Regions from separate parts of the Rattus norvegicus genome. Here region 1 is linked to region 2. Evidence: chromatin contacts called from public Hi-C data. All regions are on one chromosome and are shown on one strand. Each heading gives the region's core, a stretch centred on a gene start, on an enhancer-like site or on the middle of the called end of the contact. The rest is flanking DNA. Distances are from core to core; before and after follow the strand shown.

The links. Hi-C and Micro-C count contacts between places; a contact is called where the count stands out from the background.
Region 1: a contact with region 2 is called in a Hi-C map of liver, with 3 times the contacts expected there. The contact joins two enhancer-like sites. A contact is called at or near these places in 3 of 12 Hi-C or Micro-C datasets (kidney and liver).

What each region holds. Positions count from the first base shown.
Region 1 is chr3:39,904,402-39,908,211 of GRCr8, reverse strand. Mrrf (mitochondrial ribosome recycling factor) reads right to left here. Exons shown (of 7, transcript NM_001008354.1): 5 at 1,503-1,594. Among named protein-coding and RNA genes, the nearest start is that of Mrrf, 22 kb to the right of the region's middle. Within about 2 kb of position 2,396, at least 1 of the 93 cell types and tissues checked has an H3K27ac peak or open chromatin away from gene starts, as enhancers often do. A contact at or near this core is called in liver, where this site is marked.
Region 2 is chr3:39,868,162-39,871,982 of GRCr8, reverse strand. It overlaps Rbm18 (RNA binding motif protein 18), which reads left to right. Exons shown (of 6, transcript NM_001107838.1): 4 at 565-651; 5 at 2,332-2,417. Among named protein-coding and RNA genes, the nearest start is that of Rbm18, 15 kb to the left of the region's middle. Within about 2 kb of position 1,467, at least 3 of the 93 cell types and tissues checked have an H3K27ac peak or open chromatin away from gene starts, as enhancers often do. A contact at or near this core is called in liver, where this site is marked.

The sequences.
Region 1 (3,810 bases), core at 1,147-3,646, 35 kb before region 2:
TCTGCAAGAGCAGTTAAGTACTCTCGCCCGCTGAGCCGTCTTTCCTTATCTCTGCCCGGCTGGTTCTTCAGAGACATTAGCATCACTGGACAGTGCACTGGCAGTTTACTGTATCTGCTCCACTACCTCAGGTGAGCTTCAGAGGGTAAGGAGCTCTGTCGTTTTATTTACCGCTGTCCTGTGGTCAGTGCGTAGTACTTGTTGAATGGATAACACACTGATCCAGTGTGAGGAACTGTACAGTAGTAGTGGGCTTCCTTCCTCTGCTGTGTAACCATGGCTCATGTCTCACCTGGACTGCTGTAACTTTGACTGCTGACTTCTCTTTTCATGTCTACTGCCTCATAAATTCCACGTTAATTAGCAATGAGAGAGACACCCACAAAGCTCTATAAGATCATCAATCCTTTGCCTCAACCCATGCAACGGCTTTTCCTCACCATCAGAAGAAATCCCAGTTCCTCCCACTGCCTTGAACCTCCACCATCAGTCCTAGTCCAAACCTACTCTCGCTACCCTTTAGGCACTCCTGATTTCCTTTCACTCACTCAGTCATCATCCTGTCCATTCTTTCAAGAGTTACGTTGTATAGATCCGGCTGGCCTTGAACTTGTGACCCTCCTGACCCCACTTCCCAAGTATTATCTTTTCTTTTTAAAAGTAATTTTAATTGATTACCTGGGGGTGGGGAGTGGTTGCTGCCACAGCACACACATGGAGGCCAAAGGACAACTCCATGGCCAATTGTCTCTTCACCTTTATGTGGCTCAGGATTGAAGTCGATAGTCAGGCTTTTATGGCAAGGGTCCTTTTTAACCCACTGAACATCTCATCAGCCCTGCCTTCTCTTTTCAATTTTAGGAACAAAGACCTATTTTTAATCATTTAAAACTCCATTAAAAAACAAAACAAAAAACCATGACTCTGGATTTATGCCTTTAATTCTTCAATTAGCAAAGACTAATGTAAAAATAATTCAACAAGGAACATGGGGTTAGAGTTGACAGTGTCAAGTTGCTTTCTGATCTGAGGCTTGCCACTCACCCTTCCTGGAATGTTTCCTCTAGGCTGATGAGTCTGCCTCCTCATCAGGCTCTCTCTCAGCAGAAACATTAGCTCCTTACAGAATCCCCCACACTAAACCTGCCCTTTCCTCCGTCTCTCCCACCATGCGCTCTCACTTGGATACCAGTGGCTTTTATTTCCTCCTAGAATTTACTTAATGTGATCTGTAATGGCTCTGTGTGCTAACTTGTCCTAACTTTTCTGCCAAAAGTGTGAGGACAAGGTGTTCTGAAAGCTCACTGCTGTAGACCAAGCGTCCAGCACACATAGGTGTTGGGAACGAGTCTGTGCCAGCAAACTGATCTTATAGCACAGCCAGGGTGGAAGACGCAGGTAAGTGAGCCATGCCACTGGCCCAAGAGTGCTGCAGGATACTGGTTTTCATCCAAGGGCAACTACCCCCATCACTGGAATACATGGATTTCAGCCAAACTTACTTAGGAATGGGTACCCGAATTAGTGTTCCTTCCACTTCTGGGTTCAGATTCATTCCACTTTCTCTTATAGCCTTGATAGCTGCAGCTGTACACTGAAAACCAGATCAAAAGGTAAACAGAATTAGTAAATAATTATTACCAGATGCAAGCCCTCTGTCGATAACTGGCAACCCATCTTGGCAGAACATGGAAACATTTAGTTCTGTTACCAGTAAGATCAGGAAGTTACACTGGTGTAGAGTGCTTTGATCAAGCTGAATAGCAAACTATGTCCACTCCTGGTACCAGTGTATTGCGGAAGGAAAAAAGAAAGAGTAGAAAAAATAAAAAGAAAACAGCTCTGCTTCTTTGAAAAGATTTCAATGGTTTGAGGCAACACAGATCAAAACCACAATAAATCCTCAAGGGAGGAGGACTGGTCTGTGCAAAGATCGGTGCAAAGACAGATGAAAGATTTCATACGTTAAAAATTCCAGTTGACATTTTACACTCAAAATATACCAGTGCCGATGTGGAATGAGTAAATAAATTTAACTCGTTCAGACCTACACTCAATCCCAAGCTCACACTTCGGCCTGAGAGTAAACCTCCTCCGTGTGCACAGCAAAGGGCAGAATGGACAAGAGTCACAGCGTGGGTCTTGGGAGTCAGAAAAGCTTCAGCTTATGTCTAGCTCTGGGACAAGGTTCCCTGAACAATAAATTTGACCATTCACAATCTGAGATGACCTGGTACCCAAACATCATTAAGACGGTGAACTAATGTGCCTTACTCAGTGCTGTTAATGCCCAGTAAGAGCAGTTAGGATACGAATAACCCATGTCCATGTACTGAGCACGTGTAAAGTCCTCAAATCAATGTCAGAGTTAATGTACGAGTTACACTGAAACACTGTCGTCGTCCTAACATCCTCCAGGATCTCCTCTGACAGGCTCACTCACTAGTACAGAGTCCCTAATGTCCAGCCTAGTATCGATCCTAAAAGCAAAAGAAAGTGAATGGAAGAGATTCCCACTAGATGACAATGAACTCCTAAGAACGAGGCTTCTGACATGCTCGAAAGAGTTTTAGGTTTCCCAGGCTGATCCGCCTCACTTGATCTCGAAGGCCAGCTCCTGACTTGAGCTCTTCCCCAGCTTTTACATCTGAAAGCATGGAGGGTGGCACATAGCTAATTTATTTCTCCAAGCATCTCACTGTTAATGTAAAAACTTCCCATCCCATCTTTAAATAACCTTAATCCTATACCCGTATGGGGTCAAAATGGCAAACTAGAACATCCACATGAAGATGTGAAGAATCTAAAGCTTTAAAATGGCACCTCTGGCCACAGGCTCTCAGGTTGCAAAGGGACCTGTGACATAACCAAGCTCCAGCTGTTGACTGTGAACAAGGCAAGGGGCCTACAGGGTAAAGCCAAATCCTTTAGAACAGAGAGTATTCCCTGACAACCCAAGAAATGCACAATAAGGACATGACCTGTCAAACCCCAGTTGCTCTCAGGGGTAAGGAGAAGCTGAACTACATTTAGTCCAACGTTGTTGTGCTGTCTTTACTCTTCAAAGATCCCCAAGCTCAGTGTACTCAGTAATTATTACATAAGGAAAGGACTGTGAGTACTACCTGTCTATGTGGAGCCGGAGAGAAGGCTCAGCAGTCAGTAACACTTGCTGCTTTTGCAAAGGATCTGAGTTTGTTTCTCACCACCCATGAGGCAGCCACTAACCATATGTAACCCCAGTTCCAGGGGACTCATCACCATCTTCTGGCCCTGTGGGCACTGCATGCACATAGTACGCACATAAACAGTAAAACACTCCCAGACATGAAGTCAAATTAAAAAGGTTAACTAGGTAAAGACATAAAGTTAGTATCCTCTGCAGAGAAGAACAGTCATCCTTAACAAAATCATTCATTGGTGGAGTTAAGAGTGAAAGAGAGGACCCCCATTTCATGGAGGAAGCTTTATCTCCCATCCCCCAGTCTTCTCACCATAAAACCAAGAAAACACTGCTTATAATCCCCCTACCACCACCGAGCTCCTTTCAGATGAATATATTCCATGCAACCTTCCCCTTAGACACGAGAGTACTGACTCACCAAGCCAGGCAGGAAATGTGCCCCAAAAATTTCACCTTCACAGTAGAAGGTCCAGTGCCAGGTGAAGTACAAGGCAAGTGGGCACCAACAACTTGAACAAATACTAGTAATCTTCCTTAAATAAATCTATTAGAAAATGCATCTCCTGACTTTACTTCAAAACCTTACTTTTTACATTTTAGTTTTTATATGTCTTCATATTCAGGGA
Region 2 (3,821 bases), core at 218-2,717:
TAGGTTGACTCACAGATGCCTCGCTCAGTCTCTTGGATTAGCTCTGCCTTTTCCAGCCTGATTGCCTTCTTATCCTTGAGCTGTAGTCAAGGATATAACTCCATAGCTCCCGAGTGAGCACTGGTTCGTGATGTAGTCTGCACACCGGCTAACGCATGTGTGTGCAGAAAGATAGCACCTGAGGGGGCAGTGCTGTCAGCTCACACTGGAGCGCCTCCTCTGTGCGTCCTGCTTTTCATGCCCTCTGAAGACTCACAGCCACCCCTCGGGAACGAGTAGTAGTGACCATATTTTACAGCTGACAAATGTAGAGACTTTAAATACCTGCAAACCCTGCACTGCCAACAAGTGACAGAGGATTTGAAATCTTATTTCGTTTTTAAAATTCAAGATGTTATTGTTGTTTGACCATTTGAAATTATAAGCCAAGTTGAATTATAAGTCCAGTTACCAAAAGCAATTTGGTTAGAAACCCAGCTATCGAAACTTACTGAGGCCCTGTGAGAGTACAGGTAACTGATAAGTGTTTGAATTTCTGACTGACTCTTGTCCTGTCTTGGACAGGAAGCAGAACAAGCCATCCAGTGTCTCAATGGCAAGCTGGCGCTGTCTAAGAAGCTGGTTGTGCGATGGGCCCACGCTCAGGTCAAGGTGAGTGTAAGGGAGACAGACACAAAGCACCCACCCTGGCTGAGTCTCTGATGAGTAGCCCAGCTCTCCATTACGTGCGGCCTGTTTGTGCCACAGCCGTGCTTTGCTCTCCTCCACTTGAATTGACTATGTGTCTCGCCAGACTTTTCTTTTGAAAGCTGTTGGAGAGGAAGCAAGTTCCCTCATTGTTTCTCTGCACATGCTCACAGGTCCTGCTGTGATTGATTTTTGCACGTGGCTTATGTGTACACTGAAGCCTCTGTCTTTTTTTTTTTTTTTAATGGGAATTGTTCTTGGGGTGGAGAGTCTATGACTCTTCCCAGCCTCACATCTCTAAGGAGAGTTCCCATGTATTTATTGTTCTAAACACTTGAGAAGTGGGTAGGCTCTTTGTGCTTAAAGCACTATAGTCCCTCTCCTGCAGAGGTTGGGAGAATGACTAGAGTGTGGATTTGTGGAACTTTGCAGGGTCTGTATGGCTCCAGGCCTTGAAAAGTGGCACACTGCCCTGTCCACTTTATAGTTGGTCTCTTGGGGAAAGGTACTGTAAAAGCTGTGGCCATTTTTTTTAAGGCATTCTAACCAGGCTATAGTGGCACACGCTTTAATCCCAGCACATAGAAGGCAAAGGCAAGTGGATTTCTGTGAGTTCAAGGCCAGCTTAGTCTACAGGGCAAATTCCAGGACAGCTTGGCCTACACAAAGAAACTCTAGTTTACAAAAACCAAAACAAACAAGCAAAAAGGTATTCTGTTCCAGCTGGCACGCAAGTGGTAAGGGGTGGACTCCAGCAGTCCCAACAGACAGCCCTTGCTGCAAATCTGCCAGCAGACGGACTTGCAGCTGTCAGAGCTAGAGCGTCTGCTCTCAGCTAGATGAGCCCAGGTTCTGATCTGAGCCGTGCTGCCTGCTTCCTAGCACACTTCCCCATAAGAACTCAGACTAAATTGACATCTGAGTAGCATGTCCCTGCTGAAAAGCAGGCTGTATAAGCTGTGAGGCCTGTGCACATCCCAGGTCGCGATGGGACAGGCACCCTCAGTGTCTCAGCTAAGTTTCTCATCCTGCATCTCAGGAAGAGGCAAACAGGAGAAATCACCCTTCATCCTGCCTTTCATATGAAATGTCTACCTCGTGGTTTCTTTTCTGACCAGAGGCCCCTGATTGCTCTCAGTGTCATACTTTTCACAACAAGTACGTAATTATTTGACATCAAATTAAACTCCTTTCCTCTGTCCAACATGGAGTGTTGTTACTACTCCTCTTCTCCAGCAGGCCGATTAAGCGTTGAGTATTATACTTGTTACTTTGCAGAATCTAGCAGAATTTTAAAGTGGTTTGAATAAACCAATACTGTAAGAAGCATTATATGGCAGGTTTAAGACTGTGAGAGGGCAGGCAGCCCTGCTGTGCATTTGTACATCTGTGAGTTTGAGCAATGAAGTTCTTAGCTAGGAAATTCCTCCTCTCCCCAAAAAGACTAATGACGAGATAGAAGCTTTTTCTGGACTTCTTTTTCTAGGACAAAATTTTGCATTAATATTAAATATAAAACAGGCCTAGGGCTGTCTAGCAATACGCTGGTGGTAAAATGGATAGGATTGGCATATTTTACCCGTGTTGGACTTCTGTCAGCTAACTTCTGCCTGGGTGAAGTAATCTACCTTCTGTCCCTTTCAGAGATACGATCATAACAAGAATGATAAGATCCTTCCCATCAGCCTTGAGCCATCCTCAAGCACTGAAGCTACTCAGTCTAACCTCAGGTAAGGCAGCATCCGAGCACTGCCAACACTCTGATCACAGTATAGTGAGACGCGACAGGCTCTTAATCTAGAGTAGACCGCGGGTCTGTTGTGTTAAGAGAGAGATGGTCAGTGTATATTTCCTCTTTCTCCACACTCCCCCTTCATAATCATGTACCACCATTCATAGAATTCATTCACCGAAAAAGGAACAGGTTTAATGGTCACACACAGCTCCTTGAGCTAGCGCTAGGAGATAAATCACACACAGCCCTTTACCCTGAAAACAAGCATTCTAATGAGAGCTGTGTCCCTGGCATTTTCGTTATATACTAATTCCTCCCCGACTCTGGCCTCTCCTGTGCTCGCAGATGTTGATTCTGTGTCCCTGCAGCAGCTATAATAGTCTTGTTCCCATCTACATGGCTTGTCAGCTGCTTCTTTGGAGTTAATTCAAAACAGGGGCACCAAGAGTTGAATAGAGAAGGGGAGTTGAGTGGGTGGGGGAGCAGAAGCAGTTGTGTGTGTGTGGTGTTCAGGGATTTTGTTGGTTTTTGTTTTTTCTTTCTTTGCACTGTAGCTTAGGGAAAAATTTTAACAATAACAGTAACAATAGTCAGGATCTATTGAACTTTCTATAGCAAGAACTATGCTAAATACTTTATTTAGAGTATATACTTTAATACCATAAAAAGTACTTCACATATGGAAAAACCAAAGCTTAGAAAAGTGAAATATTACTGCTCAAACCATGCTCATAACAAAGAAACAAAACCAGAATTTAAAAACAGGCTTGATGGACCATCCTTGACTTATTACTTCAAAATTCCCCAGGTTATAAATGTCAAGATTCCTATTAAAGCCTGTTCAGGACAGCAGAGTGTGTGTGAGGGAACACCCATGGCTCAGAAGTCCACAGTTATGCTCAGTCTAACGCAGGATTATAAACTGCGATACCTATTTGGATAGAACCCCAGACAGGAAGGAAACATCTCCTCCCTATACGAACTGTTCGCTGAGCCACACAGAGTTAAAAGCATCTCACTAAACTGCAAGGAGGAAGATGGTCTAGAAATTAAAATAAATTACATAGGGAAAAAAACGTGATTTCTTTAGAGTCATTGAGAGCTCCTATCCATGTTCTGTCATCCCCACAACATCTAAAGCTCCTCGGTCACAGGTTGATCTCCATGGAGATTTTCATAGCCCTCCTACACAACTCTCTGACTTAGGCCTGATGCTCTCCCTATTGTAGTAGTGGACATGGCTTTAAGTTTTCCTCTGTACCTGTAGCTTGTTTGCCTAGTAGTTTCCATCTACTTTTAAATTGAGAGTGTTTTGGTCTTCATTTTTCTATTAGAACTGTGCTTCGGTAGAAGACAGTGGTGTTTCCCTATGACTCATGCAGATTGAAGTTTCGCTGTC